Linked DNA regions of Gossypium hirsutum: region 1 is linked to region 2. Evidence: chromatin contacts called from public Hi-C data. All regions are on one chromosome and are shown on one strand. Each heading gives the region's core, a stretch centred on a gene start, on an enhancer-like site or on the middle of the called end of the contact. The rest is flanking DNA. Distances are from core to core; before and after follow the strand shown. Region 1 holds the start of LOC107945503. Region 2 has its middle 31 kb from the start of LOC121224724.

Region 1 (2,896 bases), core at 335-2,834, 270 kb before region 2:
CAACCATGTAATACTTACCAAGTTCATGAGACAAGTATGTACATTACCTTAATCAAGCTAGCATGCAACAAGTCATATGAATATATGTATATGTATTGAATTCAAATCATGGAAGCACAAACCTTGATTAGCTATTCGTCTATGACTGTAGCCTTTTCTTTATCTCGGGACAGCTCAACATCATCTTTAGCTACATACAATAATTCAAGTATAAAAACGATATTAGTTTTCTCCCAATCACATGAACATCACATAATCAAGAATAGTTTGCATTTTATTCATTTTAATCTCTATTCCGAAATATTCATATTTTTCGATATTTAACATCGAATCAAAATCTAATTTAATATTGTTTCATTAGGGACCTTGTAATTTTAATTTATAGCATAATTTCTTAACTTTCAATTTAGTCCCTAATGTCATAAAATTATCTATAAAGCTTAACTTAATTACCAACTTAATCCTTAACATAATCCAAGCTTACTACTTAGCAATCTCTTCAAATTCAAGCTTAAATTCATCAATTATACCTTAATGGTAATTTGCTAAACATCTAACAATTGAAGAAATCAATAAATAGGTTAGCTAAAACAAACTCTCATTATTCAAAATTCATAAAATCCTTAAGAAAAAAACAACTTAATTACTTTGATTAATCTTTGACCGAATGCCTAAAGAACATCGAAGAATTTTTCTTTCTTCTTTAAGCATTCGCTTCCTAGTTTTCTCTTTCCCACTAATATATTGATTAATTATTTAATCAAACCTAATTAGCCCAAATTTCAACTTTAAGAATGATTAATTTAATGGTTAAGCTTTATTAATTATAAGTGGGCGGGTCATCAGCATTTTCGACTATCCATATAGAATAAATGGTTAAATAACCATTAAGTCTTTTGGTTAATTGCCAGTCAAGTCCTCAAGCATTTTCCAATTTAAAATTTAATAGTGATTGAATTTTTCTAATTTAGTCATTGGACTATAATTATCGATTTTCTCGATTTAATATCTTTACCGACCACTGATATATTTTCAATTTAAACATATAATCTCTCCTATTCGTAATTTTACTAACTTAATTACGGAATTAAATTCTAAAATCGCATTTTTTCGACACCATCTAAAATTATAAACAACTTCATTGGGGTATAAAAAACAAAATGAGGAAAGAGTATTCATAACTAATATAAAAAAGAATTATAAAGAAAACACCAACCATAGATGTCAACTCTATTTAAATAGGATTAGATTTAGATTAATTAGTAAAAAGAATCTCTGACACATATGAATATGAGCATCAATACAAAACATTAGTTAGAATTAGGTTTACATTAATTAGTAAACTCTTAAATTCATTAATAAAATTAGCTTTACGGCATATAGCGAAAACCTAAATATATATATACTTGACACCAAAGGATGTCAAGAAATGTCTAACAAATTTATTACGGTGGAGGGTAAAAAAATAATTTCAATAAAAAATAATTTCAACTCAATTAGAAACTGCCAAAAATTTGACAATGACCTGTCTAAGGTACTTTAATCCAATATATCTAAAATTCAGTTGCAACATACAAAGATTTGCAGCGCATATATCAACCATAAACTCCACATGGAGATAATCTTAAAAGAAAACATATTTTTAAAAGAAAAGAGGAATGATGGGCTGGGCTAAAGCAGGCGAGCGAGGCTTTTAGGCTTAGTGAATGGCGATGGGAGAGCGCGGTCCAATCGGCGGAAAGACCGCGACTACAGTGAAGAAAAGCCCTACTCTCTCTCAAAGTACCGTAAACATACAAAATCTCCACTCTAAACTTATTGATAATTAAAAACCGCTTCAAGCTACCCGACCTTATCGCCTGAGCCTTCAACTTCGAGAACCATTATTCCCATTCAAACTTCTGATAGATATACAGAAAAAAAAGAAAATACAATACAATAAAATAAAGGTGTTTGGTCTCAGTTCCTGTTTCAGTCTCTTGCTTTATTTGCATTTAGATAAGGTAAATCCAACAAAACCCAGAGTTTCTTTTTATTGGGTTTTGTGTGTGTTTGTGTGTGTTTAATTGATTTTTGTTTCAGATTTGAAAGTGGGGGAAGAGGCGATTGAGAAAGATGGATAGGTATCAGAGGGTGGAGAAGCCAAAAGCAGAGATTCCCATAAACGAAAATGAAATTAGGCTAACAACACAAGGCAGAATGAGGAATTATATTACCTATGCCACCACTATCCTCCAAGTAACTTCCTGTTTCTACTCTCTCTTTTAATTTTAACTCGATAGTTTCACTTCTTGTTTTGCTTTGTTTCAGCAATAAATGTTACATATGTGTGCGTTATAATTGTTTGGATGAAATGCTTCCTATAGAATGAGTAGCTATGTGTCTAACAGGCTTTTGTTTGATTTTTTTTCTGAAGTTTTTCCTTTTATTCCGAGATTCATATCCCCATACCCATGTTTAAGTACATAGAATAGATGAGCAGATATATGGATATCTAACTTTTGAAATTTATGTTGATAAAAAATGTTTCATGGTGTCAATCTTGTGATAATTGGGTTTATGCAAATGCTTCATTTTCATGGTGGTAAAACCAGTGTAGAGTGGCAATGTTGTGATAAAAATGTACTCCGGGTTGCCCTCAAGTTCAGTATGCCTTTTAGGGTATTTATTTAATTTATGATTTAGATATCAAATAGAATTTGGGCCACTGTTCTATTCGACTGGTTGTGCTCTTAATGGCTAACGGGTCTTTGGTATGGTTATAGCAATCGGTTATGGAAATTATATCACTGACCGAGGAGATTTTCTTGAAATTATTTAATGGAAATTGTATTTTCTAGTAAAATTTGAATAGTATGCTTTCTGTAGTTAATCCAGTTAATGGAAAGATTTAATT
Region 2 (2,828 bases), core at 132-2,631:
AAAGCTTATTTTTCGTTGACATGTAATCATTTTTCATTGAACAATTTGTTTTTCATAAAACAAACACAAGAAAATATAAAAAGAAAAAACGTTTTTCAAGAATTATTTTTAGTGAAACAAATGGAGCATTTGATGCAAAATAAATATATTTAGAAAAAAATAATTTATAAATCTTTCTTATCACATCATATATGGTCCCTACTAATTAAAAATAAACACAATTATCTTTTTTTTTTCATATCATTCATGATCTTTCTTTACCAATTGTACATATGATGTGAAAGAAAAATAATGTATTAAATTAATTGGAATATGGCAGTTCTATGCTACTTTCTTGTGTTACCGTTTTAACGCTGCATAATAATTATTTAATTTCCCAAATTGCATTGTTACAAAATTAGTTCAAGCGAGGGGAAGAAAGTTCGTAAATACAATTTTTCTATTTTTAAAAATTCAATTTTTTAAGAAAAAAGAAAAATTTGAATTCAAACTCATCTCACAAATAACCCTAAAATCAACAATGAAAACCAAACACAACCTTAAATTAACACACATATATGACTAAATTGTTCAATATTTATTTTCAATTGAATTTAAAATTTTAAAAATATATATATGTATGACAACCTCAATAAGGACTCATTTCTAGTAAAAGCAATAGCAATCACTATGTCCGAGGATTTACAACAAATTGTCCGACAATTTTAATTATTATTGAGAGTTTATATATTAAATAGAAATTATATTTATTACATAGCATTTGATAATTGACATCTAAAAACAAATAAAATTTCATATTATTATTAATAATAAATTATGAGAGTTACATTGAACAAACTGCCAAGTCCATACCAAACAATATAACAATTGAGACGAGGATTCAAAAAGAAAAAAAAAGTAGGAATAAATTTTGAGACACCCCACCACACTGGCCAGGAATTTTTAAGTCAAAATATTCTAAAAGAATCAATAATAAAATAAAAGTATGTAAAAAACAAAGAACAACGTGGTCAGCCAAGCCTCTAGCCCTCTTAATATCTACAAAACCCGGCCCCATCCTACACGATAATTTGCCTAATACAATGCCAAAATTTTGTGCATTGCTTTCATGATAAAGCAAATCTTCATCATGAAAACATATCCTCAAAGCATTCAACCATCACAACACAAGCCTTTTGGCAACAGGCGTTGCAAGTGAGATGAGTGATGAGCCAATGCTCCTTCATTATCTGAATCTTCCTAGTCATCACAATTCAACCCACAAATTTCTAATACAGGACCATCTTTCGAGACGAATGGGTTTATCCGGACCCACATAAGAGTCAAAATAGAGGCCAGCAGGATTGACCACACCAAAATAATGGTTGGCATCCGGTCTTCTTTTCCAAGTAAACCTTTGAGGAAGGGATAAAGGTGGATAATAACCCAAAGGGCAAAAAATAGTCGCCCAAACAAGGGGCCCCAGGAATCGTACCCGTTATTGATTGCATCTGAGACTCCAACCACGACACCAACTACGTTTATGATCAACAAGGTGGTGGGAGGGATTAGCAAGGATGTCCACTTGAAGAGGTATAGCTCAGAAAATTCACCATCATCAGCTGCTTTAGAGGTCACAGTGAAGCTTGTGCTGACACCAGCCAGAACCTTTAGTAATCCCTGAAAGAGGGCGAAAAGATCTGATGAAACACCTCCAATCACCCAGAACTGCTCATTTCTCCACCAGTCATCGATTCCAACACCACCCCACTGCATCTCAAGGATACCAGTTACAGCAATTGATACAAAGAGAGCCATGAATACAACACCGGCATAGTTGCTAATCTGCGAGTGAGCCGGAATTACAAGTTAGATAAGGCCCTATTAAACAAGTTAAAATTCAACAGACACCATATATAGGTGGAGACATTTGTATACAATGAAAACCAAAACTTGTCAAAGAAACTAGCCACAAGTACCCTAGCTCTCCCTTCTGAGGTTAGCAGGTGCAAATGCTACTTAAAAAGTACACAAAAACTTATTACAGATAGGAAAGAAATAACTCAATTATCCAGATCAAGATATTACGGCAGGGTCAACAAATGACTAGCACATCTAGTGCTTCAATTATGATGCTGGCATGGGCACATGGACAAATTTCAGGTTTTGAACAGTTATCAATGATTTAATATCAACTCAAAACAGGTAAAAATGCACAATTTGAATGCAAGTACAGAGCATAAAACAAGACAAAAAATGAGTTCTTACCTCAGGAACAATAAATTTCCCAGTAAGGAGACAAATAGCCGGAAGGGTGCAGTAAACAAGCAAGGGAATAGAGGTCCAAGGATATACGACCGAGTTTATGTAGGAAAATCGTTCCAACCATTTCATCCCACCCCCATATCCATACCAAATGGGACAATGTCTGCTCAAGAAAATTTCAACAGATCCAAGAGCCCATCGCAGAACTTGGTGTAGACGATCTGAGAGATTAATAGGAGCTGAACCCTTAAAAGCAGGTTGTTTAGGCATACAGTACACAGATCGCCAGCCATGACAATGCATCTTGAAGCCAGTCAGGATATCCTCAGTCACAGAGCCATATATCCAGCCAACCTGATTTGCAGGTTCAAAATTTTGATGATTATGAGAGAGAAATAAATCACAAACTTGCCCATATTAAATATTCAGATAGCGTTTTCAACATTTTACTTACTTCCTTCCCCCATTCTGTTTTATCTTCATAACCGCAACTTATGACTTGGATCGCTTCGCTCAGTAATGATGGAGGGATTGCATTTCGAGGGCCTCCACCATTTTCTAGAAGAGTGGAAGCCACAAAAACA

The links. A called contact is a pair of places that touch in the nucleus more often than the background predicts.
Region 1: a Hi-C map of petal shows a contact between it and region 2, with 4 times the contacts expected there. The contact joins the promoter of LOC107945503 here to the enhancer-like site in region 2. A contact is called at or near these places in 6 of 34 Hi-C or Micro-C datasets (hypocotyl, leaf and petal).

What each region holds. Positions count from the first base shown.
Region 1 is chrD12:33,681,370-33,684,265 of Gossypium_hirsutum_v2.1, reverse strand. It overlaps LOC107945503, which reads left to right and starts at 1,584. Exons shown (of 9, transcript XM_016879542.2): 1 at 1,584-2,003; 2 at 2,083-2,238. The coding sequence starts at 2,116.
Region 2 is chrD12:33,412,429-33,415,256 of Gossypium_hirsutum_v2.1, reverse strand. It overlaps the pseudogene LOC107945298. Among protein-coding and RNA genes, the nearest start is that of LOC121224724, 31 kb to the right of the region's middle. Within about 2 kb of position 1,381, at least 8 of the 9 cell types and tissues checked have an H3K27ac peak or open chromatin away from gene starts, as enhancers often do. A contact at or near this core is called in hypocotyl and leaf, where this site is marked.